Regions from separate parts of the Mus musculus genome. Here regions 1, 2 and 3 are each linked to region 4. The links are chromatin contacts, called in public HiChIP or PLAC-seq and promoter capture Hi-C maps. All regions are on one chromosome and are shown on one strand. Each heading gives the region's core, a stretch centred on a gene start, on an enhancer-like site or on the middle of the called end of the contact. The rest is flanking DNA. Distances are from core to core; before and after follow the strand shown. Region 1 holds the start of Alppl2 (alkaline phosphatase, placental-like 2). Region 2 holds the start of Ecel1 (endothelin converting enzyme-like 1). Region 3 overlaps Dis3l2 (DIS3 like 3'-5' exoribonuclease 2). Region 4 holds the start of Nppc (natriuretic peptide type C).

Region 1 (2,700 bases), core at 29-2,528, 420 kb before region 4:
CCTGCCTCCTAAGTGATCGAATTAAAGGAATGTGCCACAAAGTCTGGCTTGATGGATTAGGTTTTTGTTGTTTTTTTGTTTGTTTTGTTTGTTTTGTTTGTTTGTTTTTTGTTTTTTGTTTTTGTTTCTGTTTTTCAAGACAGGGTTTCTCTGTGTAGCCCTGGCTATCCTGGAACTCACTCTGTAGACCAGGCTGGCCTCGAACTCAGAAATTCGCCTGCCTCTGCTTCCCAAGTGCTGGGATTAAAGGCTGTTGTTTTGTTTTTATTGTTCTTGTTTTTGTTTGTTTTGAGTAGTGGGGTTTAAGACAGGGTTTTTCTGTGCAGGTTTGTGTAGCTGGAACTTACAGTGTAGACCAGATTGGCCTTGAACTCACAGAGATCTGCCTGTCTTTGCCCCTGGAGTGGCAGATTAAAGGTGTGCCCAGTTATTTGGTTGCTGTTGAATCAATATATTTTCTTTGTAGCACAGGCTACCCTTAAATTTTCCTGCCATGACTTAGAAGACCTGGCTTACAACCTTGGACCACCACACCTATGTGGATCACATTTCTCTGATCCACGCATCCATCAATGGGGACATGGTTTGACCCCACACTTCTTGGCCACTGTGAGCCTAGCTTACCCCCAGATTACAGGAAGGTTACACCCACAGAAGTGCTCGGAGTCTGTGCAGAGCACTCACGCTGGGATCCCTCCACCTGCCCAAGGGAATACGAGTCAACATCAAATAAGGGGAAAGCCTGCTTCTGAGCAAGACCCAGGCCTTGCCTGGTTTGGCTCAGGATTTTGGACTGCCCCCAGTCCAATTGCATTCAAACACTCAAAAGTAGCTGTGGTGCAAGTGTGGTTCTATAGGACCCATCAGCCCCATCTTTCCAATTCAACATTTCTCCTGGCCAATGCTCCTGGATACCATATCTGCCCTAGTCAGGGGAGAGGCAATTGGGGGCAAGACTAATTGGAACAAAAAGAGAAGGATGTCCATGGGAGGATCAGTGACCACTGCAGCATAAGATTAAGGCTCTTCCCTCAGACAGTAGCTGTCTCCAGCCTCCCACCTAATGTGGGGGAGATGCCTAGGACCCACCCTCAGCCACAGATTCAGGACGTTGGCCTGGACTTCCACACCTTGCCAACTTTTTACAGCCAGACAAGATTCAGTTCACAGGATAGGGTGGGGCCAGGGTAGTGCCTAAGGATTAGGGAGGGACTCTGAGCCTTTCCGGCAGGAACTAAGTCTTCGCCTATTTAAGAGGAACTCACAGAGATCTGCCTGTCTCTGCCCCTGGAGTGGCAGATTAAAGGTGTGCCCAGTTATTTGGTTGCTGTTGGAACTAAATCTTCGCCTATTTAAGAGGAACACATCAGGACCTCAGCTAGTGTTGTGGTATTGCAGCTTCTCCATCCGCCATCCTCACAGACCAGCACCCTGCCACAGCAATGTGGGGAGCCTGCTTGCTGCTGCTGGGCCTCAGCCTACAGGTGTGCCCGAGCGTCATCCCAGGTAACGAGGCTCCTCCAGGTGTTTGCTCGCTCGTCTTTGCGCTCCAGGGTCTTCAGTCTGACCCTGTCTCTGCTCTTTTCTTCGCCAGTGGAGGAGGAGAATCCAGCCTTCTGGAACCGAAAGGCAGCCGAGGCCCTGGATGCTGCCAAGAAGCTGAAGCCCATTCAGACATCAGCTAAGAACCTCGTTATCCTCATGGGAGATGGTGAGATCGTGAGGCCTGCCTATCCTGGGACTCTCCTACACCCGCCACCCGAGGAGGCCCCTGGTGGGCCTAAGGGGTTAGTCCTGATCATGTTCTGCTCCTTCAGGGATGGGGGTGTCTACAGTAACCGCTACCCGGATCCTAAAGGGGCAGCAGCAAGGCCATCTGGGACCTGAGACACAGCTAGCTATGGATCGCTTTCCACACATGGCTCTGTCCAAGGTGAGCTTGGAGACACTCGAGTCTCCACAGTGGGTGGCAAGAGCTGGTATATGGCAGGAAAGTGGTTCCCGGGAAGAATCCAGAATCCCAGGAAAAGACAAGCTCTAATGTCTACTAGTAGAGTTGAGCCGAGATTGTCTCTCCCTAGACATACAACACAGACAAGCAGATCCCGGACAGCGCAGGCACAGGTACAGCCTTTCTCTGCGGGGTCAAAACCAACATGAAGGTCATTGGCTTGAGTGCAGCTGCACGCTTCAACCAGTGCAACACGACATGGGGTAACGAGGTCGTCTCGGTGATGCACCGTGCTAAGAAAGCAGGTAGGTTGGGACAGGGTGGAAGGACCTGGGCAGACCCGGGGGTCCTGGGTGGCTCATGTGACTTTCTATAGGAAAGTCTGTGGGAGTGGTGACCACCACGTCGGTGCAGCATGCTTCTCCGGCCGGCACCTACGCGCACACTGTGAACCGTGGTTGGTACTCGGATGCACAAATGCCTGCCTCAGCGCTACAGGATGGCTGCAAAGACATCTCTACTCAGCTCATCTCCAACATGGACATTGATGTGAGCCCCAAGAGGGAGGGAGGAGGGCCGCATGGAGGTGTCACTCATCGCAGTATAGGCAGCCGGCAGCCTGGGCTCTGGGTCCTCCAGGTTATCTGAGTGGTGGGTTGGGGGTGGGTAGAAAAGACGCAGAGTCCCTTCAGACCTGCTGGGATCAGATGCTGTCAGGAGGGAACAGAGGATCAATCAGGTCCCAAGCT
Region 2 (2,700 bases), core at 163-2,662, 490 kb before region 4:
TCGGGGAAAATAAAAGCTGTCATTGCCGGAGAAATGATACCAATCAGGGCCTGAAAAGGCTGGAAAATTATCCTCCAGGAGATGGAATGTTGAGGGGAAAATGCAGATTAAAAGCACAAAGAGCCACTCTGCCACCGCCCTGCCCTCCCCTCCCCCCTCACGGAAACACGGCATTTTTGCGTAATTCCATCGCTCCTCAGTAGAATTAATTGGACCTGAGAAGAATGCATGGGGCAGGAGAGGACCTTAGGATGGTCAGAATGAAAGACAGTCCTGTGAGTGGGACTTAGAAATGGACAGACTGGACAGGCAGGAAAGTGGTAGAGGTGGCCACTAAAGGCTAGTGACTGGGTAGCTGACGATGAAGAACATCCGGAGGGGATGGCGACGGGATGGTGGTCGCTCTCCGCAGTCCCACCTCAACATGGGTTCTATCACATCGGTCTTCACCAATGTCTGAAACATTGCTTAGGCCAGGGCTGCAGGCTGGAGCCACAAGGTTGGGATTGCTGGGGCTGTGTGGTCCTTTGCTGGGGATACCAGAAGAGATGGGTAAGTCGAGGCAGAGAAAGCAGATTCCTGAAACAGTAGCAGTCCTTCAGAAAGCTCCCAGGTCTCTGTCACGTGTGGGCTTCACCTTGTGGGTACAGTGGAGAGGTAAAGATGATTCTGTCTCTTGGAAGGAGCGAGGTCCCCAACATTTAAAAAGCTAGTTCAGCCAACCGGAATGGGTGGAAGACTGGACAAACTCACCCTGTGTAGTCCCGTGAGGGAAGTGGAGCAAGATTCCTCCCTCTCCCCACCCTACCATCCTTTTCTAGGCCTTTCTATGTGGGTCTGGGACTTCCTGCCAATGATGTCAGGAAAACCTAAGGTTGAGGAGGCCACAGCCTCAGCCTCTACTTGCAACCTCCCCAGGAGAGCTAGGTAAAGGGTCTTGTACCAACCAGAACCCAGATGGGGCAAGCAGGAGTTAAAAGGACAAAGAAGTCTTGGTGCTGATGGCGCCTGGCAGAGTGCTGGTCCAGATACAGGCTCTTCACCTGCCCATTGGAGTCCTCCCTGGGCTGAGCTTCTGTGGGCTCGGCCCAGACTTCCCTCTGGCCTCCAGATCTCCAGCTTCAGTCCCTTTACCGCAGACTGGTAGGTGGCTCCAAGTGGCTCATCAGAAGGGACCGTGCTTCCTCCTCCCGGGACAGATCTGGACTCCGGAGTCCTGGAGCCAGAAGCTGGTGCATCACTCTCAGGAGCGTTATCTCCGCGGTCGCCATCCCCACCTCCGCACTGCTGGAGCTGACAGGTAGCCCAGAGGGAAGCAGAGAGAAGGAGGGGTGCAGGGGGCGGGAGAAGGAGGGTGGAGCCGCCGGCGCGCCCCCTCCTTCGGGGCTGGCGGGCGGCGCGGCGCGGCGGCAGAGGCGGCGGGCGCACGAAGAGAGCCGCAGCCAGCCCAGCTCCTCTCCGGCTGAGGCCGGGATTTGCTCCCGACCCCTCCCTCGGTCCTCGCCCGGCCCAGACGCGCACCTGCCGGGTAAGTGTCATTCGGGCCCGCCGCCTCCGAGGACATCATCACAGCCACCTCCGAGGCCACCGCGGCTGCCGAGCCGAGCTTCTCGGCTTTGTCTCTGTCCTCCCGGCTCTGGCTCCAGCTGCGGCTGCGGCTGCGACTCCAGGACTCGGCTCTCAAGCTCCGCTGACTGCGCCGCGCGACGCAAGAGATTGAGCTCAGGGCTGGCGCAGCAAAGGGGGTGAAACTTCTCCCAACTTTGGATTCTGGGGAGAACCTGTTGACGACAGGGATGGCCCGGGGCGTTGATGGGTGGCAAATGATGAAACCAGTCTCTGGTTTTCCATCTGGGCCGTCGGGGTTGGGGAGTCGGGTGGGGGAAAGATGGGGAATGGAGAGGGCTGCTGCTTGGGGAAGGGACTTGTGGGCTTTGGAGCCATTGAAGAGAAACAGCCAGAGGGTGGCTTGAGAGTGGTCCTGCAGACTTCCCCGAGGACGAAGTTTGGGTGTCTGGTCGCTTTTAGTTCGGAGAACTGAAGGAGGCTTCAGGGTCCGCAGAGAGGCGCCCCTGACCACACCTCCTTTCTCCGGCCTCTGCTTCCCCCTCCCCCACCTGGCTTGTCTGGAGAGGATGATGGGCAAGAAAGGCAAAGACAAGGGAAACAGGTTGTCAGTGAAGCCCCCACTTTGTGCCCGGTGCTCTTTGGTTTTGTGTCCGAGCATCCTTACTCTGTGGTGAGCTTGTGGAGACCTGGGTAGGCAGGTTAAAGGCTACTATTCCAGTAAGAGCTGCTGGCAACTGAACCCTTCTTTCTTGGTTGACGGAGTGAAGTGGGATCCTTGGTTGTGGATCACAGGTGGCCTCCATCTTCTTAAACTAACTCCCACCCTTTGTTTTCTGGGTCCCCTCACTTTCCAGGGCCTCTCTGAGCCTGCTAATGTTCCCTTCCTACAGCTGCGACCGAGGGCCATGTGGGCTCCGACCAGAAAGCCCGCAGACAGAAGCAGCCTATAATCGACCAAACAAGGGGTCTGCAGCCAAAGCCTCGGCACAATGGAGGCCCCGTATTCCATGACAGCGCACTACGACGAGTTCCAGGAAGTCAAGTATGTGAGCCGGTGTGGCACCGGGGGCGCTCGAGGGACCTCACTGCCTCCAGGCTTCCCGAGGGGCTCAGGGCGCAGTGCTAGCGGGT
Region 3 (2,700 bases), core at 18-2,517, 260 kb before region 4:
GACAGAGCAAACCTTAGAAAATTCAAATTACAAAACAAGATGCAGAATTGTGGGGTTCCAGAATCAACTAAAGCTAAAGACTCTGCCTGACAGTTTGCTAAAGAACCCATCTATCTGACAGTATGGTCTTTGACACCCATGGAAAAGCAATAACTGAACAAAATGGGTACATATTATCCAGATCCCAATTCTTTCAGTAAAGATGAACTTTCTAGGAGAGCTTGCCAGGCAGGGAGTCATACACCGTAGACCTCTCAGAGGCAGAAAGACTCTATGACGTGGTGAGTGGATTCACACTAAGAAATCAGCCACAAAACATGAAAGGATATTTAGGTTCCTTAGCTGAGATGTGATTCAGAAGAGAAATGATAGATCTTGTTTGGAAAGATTTTCACACGAGACACTGTATTTGTGCTTCAGGGCACTGAGGAGCATTAACAGGACTAACAAATGAAACATTGCAGAAAGATAACAACAGTATTTCTGATTCTTTCAGGGGAGGATTTCCTAAGAGTCACACAATCTTATGGCAGAACAGACTGCCTTTGGAGTAACAAGTTCAAATGCAATCTGGATATTCAATAAAGTGAATGCTGCAAGAGTTATTAAGAAACCAGAGGGTGAGCTTACAACTGTGGTATTCCCAGACTAATGTGAGGTCAACTGTGAGGTGTGCTGCAAGCAATCTGTTACAATCATAAAATACTGAACTGGGATTTACTGTCTTTAGATTCTGGGATATCATTACAATACCACTTTTTATTAAATATTTTCTTATGCAAAGTGAAGAATCCACATTGCTGGGGAGTGCTCCTTCTCCTTAGGTGTGTTTGGGGCTAAAGGAGCGAATCCCAGATCAGATGCATGGTAGAAGCTCTGCTTTGGAAGGGAGGTGGGGATACACCTCCTCCTCCTTTCGGTTAAATTTAACATGTTACACAATTGATTGTCTGTATCTTGCACCTGATAGGAAAGACCTGGGTGTACCCTGGAACTCTATGGAAGGAAGTGTGAGCATTGGAAAGCTCTATCTGTCTGTAGAGTTGATTTTTCACACAATAGCCATTCAGATGATTTCTGTGAGACCAAAGAAAAACATACCTTTTATACAGTATTTTATTTAAATAAACACAGATTATATAAATATGGCCAGAAAACATTATTTGCTTTTTAAAACAGTAAATATTTTCCTCTAAGTAGGAACTGACATGAACTGGTAACTAATGGAATCTGAACTTAGCCAAGGCCATCCCAATCCAAACTGGACTTGCCTATTTGCTTTTCATCTCCCTGGATAAATGATCCTGGCAGATCCAGCTGTCCCAATGGCCAACTGTGGAAGTGCCACCATAAAAATGCTTGACTGACTACCTCGGCTTTTCCCAAGACTTCGCTGGTTTCTTCCTTATGCTGTTGCCCCGCCAGATGCACAGATGTCAACTGTCTCTCTGGAATGCAAGAAATACCAAGCACATAGAAGGAAGGCTCTGATCACTTGGTGCGATGGGTGACTTCTGGGCAGCTTGGGATTCCTGTCACCTCATAATTTTTTACTACAAAGCTTTTTCATTATAAAGCTACTATTACCACATTATAAAATTTGGACAGAGAGGAAAATGGCCTATGATCCCATCTTCCTAGGAGGTTAGGTTCAATCTCTGTACTAGGTACGCTGCTTGTCTCCCCTCAGGGCTCTCCTGCTATAGCTTTATGACACCATCTACTCTTTATTTATTCTCTTGTCCTTTAAAAATAGGTTAGCAGTAATTCATATAAATGCTTATTATGAGACAGGCAACTCCATGTGGTAGCCTGATCAAAACCAGCAGCATGTCCTCCTGACTTTCCAATTTCTACCTGTGGATATTTCCCCACCATCCAGGATGACCCACCTCTGTCTCTTCTTTGTCCCTTCTGCCACCTGTTTCCACAGATTCTTCTCTTTCTCGTCTCTGTTACCTCACTCCTCACGGATCTTGCTTATAATCTCCAGTCCAGGTCTGTATGCCTATACGTGTGACTTTTTCTGGCATTTTCCTGGCCTACCTCTTCTCCTTTTCCTTTAGTCTTTTGATAACTTATTTCTCCCTGCTGTGGCTGAATTCCTGCAGAACAATGTCTATGTGATTTTGTATGGTCTGACAAATAAAGAACATTACTTGCTGCTCATCTGCTTTTCTTGCAGCATTTTCTCCATGAAACCTTTGCCCTCACACTTGCATAGCAGAAGTGTGAAGTGGCCCTGCAGAGTGAGTGAGGAAGGACATATGCTAGCTCCCTGCTCTCCCTGCAAGTTCAAGAGTTTGAGGCTATCAGAGATAGAGAAACAGATATTAGACTTCTGCTATAAACAACTTAAAACTAGAGAGAATAAACGGAACAGCTGTTTTCAACCACTAACAGAGAGGAGCAATAACCCCAGGAGATGAAGGCCCAGCATCACCAGGTCTCTGCCTTGGGTACTGTTCATATTGGTGTTTTAGAGAGTAGGATCTGCAGAGAGAGGAGGCTTGTTCAAGCAAGAGGTGCACAGCAGAGCGTAATCAGAATGTAAGGCGTTGGGCCAAAGTTTGCTCTTGTAAATAGGCTGTCCTAATTTTAGATTATAGAAACACAACTGAGAGTACTGTGCTGAAGATACAGCTCAGTAACAGAGTGTTGCCTAGCACGCATGAGTCTTATGCACAGGATTATTTGTGG
Region 4 (2,700 bases), core at 16-2,515:
CACACTCAGTACACTCTTGCTTCCTCTGTATCCTCCAGAAGCATTGGGTCCTCTAGACCCATGTCCATCCCAGCAGTCTTCCCACTACCCTCTCTTCCCACTTCCCTTTCTCTGTAAGAAGCTAACTGGCTCCTGCTTCTCGTCCTCTCTCCCAGGCTCTTTGCTCCATGAGACCACAGGGACCCTGCCAACATTCATTTCCCTCGCTCAAGCCTGCATCCTGCTCAGGAGAAGGGACACAAACTCTTGCACATCACTCCATTCTTGAAACTACAAGTTCTCTCGTGGCTCTAAATTGCAGAGCTCCCTAGAGTCCGATGGACCAAGATTCCAGGTCAAGGCGAGGAATTGTGTGCAGCAGAAATAAGTGGCCCGGTCCCTATAGCCAGAAGGCAACTACAACCCCAAACTCAATGGCGATGGCCTATTGAGGCTTGGAGCTGGTTAAAACCCAGTACTGCCCATAGTTTCTTAGGGTATTCAGGACACTAAAGTGGACATCTCCACCTTCAGGAAGGGCCAGTACATCACTGAAGGAAAGCTACCTGCCTCCTAACCTCCCAACACACACACACACACACACACACACACACACACACACACACACACACACAAACTCCTGGCTCACACTCGTGGGTTGATGACATCCTCTCACTCGTGGGTATCCGAGACTTACAAGTCTCCTTTGCAGCTACAACATTCAAGCTCTCCCTCCACTTCCCACTGGGATCTACTAACCCCATCCTCTGCCGCCCCCATGTTTGAGCGTGTAGACATGGTCAGCCCTTCCACCCTGGCTAGCGCGTGGCAGCATTTGTGAAGAGTTTGGAAACAGAGCGATCTGTGTAGATTTTGGGCCGCACCAACTTTCAACCTGTGTAACTTTGCATAAAGGACATTTCTTCTAAGCCTTTGCACCTGCAGAAGGAGTACAGACACGTATCAGGAGCAGCAGATACACAGCGCAGGGACGCCTAGAAGCCTGAGTACTAGGGCGAAGCGCATTCTACAAATGGAGTTCTTTTCTGCGCGCCGCTTTGTGGCTTTGAGCGCAGCGAGCCGAGCCGCCGGCTCCTTCGGAGGTGGGATGTGGGTTGGAGCAGAAGAGGGAGCCCCCGTGGCCCCCTCCCGGCCCCCTCCCGGCCCCCTCCGGGCCGTCGATTCGGCCGCGTGCGCTGTGCCATTGGCCCTGGAGGCCCGGTGGGCGGGAAGATGACATCAGCGGCAGGTTGGATTATAAAGGCTCCAGCGGAGCCACGGACTCAGAGCGCACCCAGCCGGCGCCGCACAGCAGTAGGACCTGTGCTCGCTTGGCAATCCTGCTCCGCATCCGCCTATCCGACTGCTCACCGGCAGTCCCGGCTGCAGACCGTCTGCACACCTCGGTCCCATCGGCACCATGCACCTCTCCCAGCTGATCGCCTGCGCCCTGCTGCTCGCGCTACTCTCGCTCCGGCCCTCTGAAGCCAAGCCCGGGACACCACCGAAGGTGGGTGCTGTCGCGGGGACGCTGGGCTTGTGAGGGGCGTGGAAAGATGTGGTGCGCAGGAGGGAGCAGAGAACCCGGAAAGGCAGACCCCCTCGGACTTGCTCCCTCAAAGCGGGGACTTCTCGGGTTCATTTCCCAGCCTCGGGAGAATGTCGACACATGCACACCTCCCGTGCCCCAATGTGCCCAGCATGACCTGCGGCACGGGAAGAGCAATGGGCTCCCCGGAGGAGCAGGCAAGAAGGCTGCGTGGCAGGTGGATGCTGGACTCAGCTGTCCCGCATCGGTGGAGGCACGCTCATGGCTGAGAAGGGCCACGCCACTCTGGGCCCCGTAAAAGTCATCTATGCTACATCGGTGCACTCTTTCACCTGTCCACTCTTTTCTCCGACAGGTCCCGAGAACCCCGCCAGGGGAGGAGCTGGCGGATTCCCAGGCAGCTGGTGGCAATCAGAAAAAGGGTGACAAGACTCCAGGCAGCGGGGGAGCCAATCTCAAGGGAGACCGATCGCGACTGCTCCGGGACCTGCGTGTGGACACCAAGTCCCGGGCTGCTTGGGCCCGCCTTCTGCACGAGCACCCCAACGCGCGCAAATACAAAGGCGGCAACAAGAAGGGCTTGTCCAAAGGCTGCTTTGGCCTCAAGCTGGACCGGATCGGCTCCATGAGCGGTCTGGGATGTTAGTGCAGCTACCCCTGGCGGCGGTAAGTAACACCATCGGACGCTCCCCGCTCGCCTAGCTCTGCACCCAAGAGAGCCAAGCTCTTATCACTGTCCTTCGCAGACTGTTTGGTTTCCTCCCTGATCCCTATGTTCTGTGACCTTCCCCCAACCAATTTAGGCATGGGATCAAGTGTACCCAGACATTTGCCTGCCACCTCACATATCCCATTTTACAGATTTAAAAAACAACAACAACAAAAAAGTGAACACGGGCCAGGTCAGAGACCAGGTTCAGCCTTAGAGTACTCCATCTGGCTTCCTCTAGAAAAATAGAGACAGGCTTATGCAGTCCCAGCCTCCAAACCCACCACTGACCACTGGCCAGCTAGCCAACTGGAAACTTGTTAGAGAGATCCTGGAAAGAGGGAGAGAAAGATGTACCACCAGCCCTGTGCCAGCAGCCAAGCAGTCAAGTGCTAGGATGCCTTTCTGGGGCTGTTGTCCCTCAGGTGAGGCAGGCATGCAGATATGCCTGCCCCCTCCTAGT

Evidence for each region. Promoter capture Hi-C pulls out the DNA fragments that hold promoters and counts their contacts. HiChIP or PLAC-seq counts read pairs in DNA pulled down with a chosen protein or histone mark.
Region 1: an H3K4me3 HiChIP or PLAC-seq map of embryonic basal ganglia shows a contact between it and region 4, with 7 times the contacts expected there. The contact joins the promoter of Alppl2 here to the promoter of Nppc in region 4. A contact is called at or near these places in 23 of 39 promoter capture datasets (the 3T3-L1 cell line, 3T3-L1-derived adipocytes, the C10 cell line and 15 more), 1 of 15 datasets of contacts at CTCF or cohesin (embryonic stem cells), 1 of 484 Hi-C or Micro-C datasets (bone marrow-derived macrophages), 15 of 115 datasets of contacts at active chromatin or transcription factors (the 230-238 cell line, craniofacial prominence, embryonic basal ganglia and 10 more) and 5 of 9 other capture datasets (adipose tissue, embryonic stem cells, liver and 2 more).
Region 2: a promoter capture Hi-C map of embryonic stem cells shows a contact between it and region 4, with 32 read pairs. The contact joins the promoter of Ecel1 here to the promoter of Nppc in region 4. A contact is called at or near these places in 28 of 39 promoter capture datasets (the 3T3-L1 cell line, the C10 cell line, the HPC-7 cell line and 15 more), 1 of 15 datasets of contacts at CTCF or cohesin (large pre-B cells), 7 of 484 Hi-C or Micro-C datasets (bone marrow-derived macrophages, embryonic stem cells, liver and 1 more), 15 of 115 datasets of contacts at active chromatin or transcription factors (embryonic basal ganglia, embryonic forebrain, embryonic hindbrain and 6 more) and 4 of 9 other capture datasets (adipose tissue, embryonic stem cells, liver and 1 more).
Region 3: a contact with region 4 is called in a promoter capture Hi-C map of liver. The contact joins the enhancer-like site here to the promoter of Nppc in region 4. A contact is called at or near these places in 14 of 39 promoter capture datasets (the 3T3-L1 cell line, the C10 cell line, the HPC-7 cell line and 8 more), 5 of 484 Hi-C or Micro-C datasets (B cells, cerebral cortex, liver and 1 more), 8 of 115 datasets of contacts at active chromatin or transcription factors (embryonic basal ganglia, embryonic stem cells, hepatocytes and 2 more) and 2 of 9 other capture datasets (embryonic stem cells and macrophages).

What each region holds. Positions count from the first base shown.
Region 1 is chr1:87,088,506-87,091,205 of GRCm38.p6, reverse strand. Alppl2 (alkaline phosphatase, placental-like 2) reads left to right here and starts at 1,278. Exons shown (of 11, transcript NM_007433.3): 1 at 1,278-1,506; 2 at 1,595-1,711; 3 at 1,818-1,933; 4 at 2,082-2,256; 5 at 2,328-2,500. The coding sequence starts at 1,443. The region is part of intron 1 of Gm29371 (a long non-coding RNA gene); the gene reads right to left.
Region 2 is chr1:87,154,848-87,157,547 of GRCm38.p6, reverse strand. It overlaps Ecel1 (endothelin converting enzyme-like 1), which reads left to right and starts at 1,412. Exons shown (of 18, transcript NM_001277925.1): 1 at 1,412-1,528; 2 at 2,460-2,700. The coding sequence starts at 2,559. All of the region lies in intron 3 of Gm33292 (a long non-coding RNA gene), which reads right to left.
Region 3 is chr1:86,931,743-86,934,442 of GRCm38.p6, reverse strand. All of the region lies in intron 10 of Dis3l2 (DIS3 like 3'-5' exoribonuclease 2), which reads right to left. Among named protein-coding and RNA genes, the nearest start is that of Gm41909, 5.0 kb to the right of the region's middle. Within about 2 kb of position 1,267, at least 3 of the 459 cell types and tissues checked have an H3K27ac peak or open chromatin away from gene starts, as enhancers often do. A contact at or near this core is called in liver, where this site is marked.
Region 4 is chr1:86,669,138-86,671,837 of GRCm38.p6, reverse strand. Nppc (natriuretic peptide type C) reads left to right here and starts at 1,265. Exons shown (of 3, transcript NM_010933.5): 1 at 1,265-1,489; 2 at 1,884-2,194. The coding sequence starts at 1,400. The coding sequence ends at 2,174.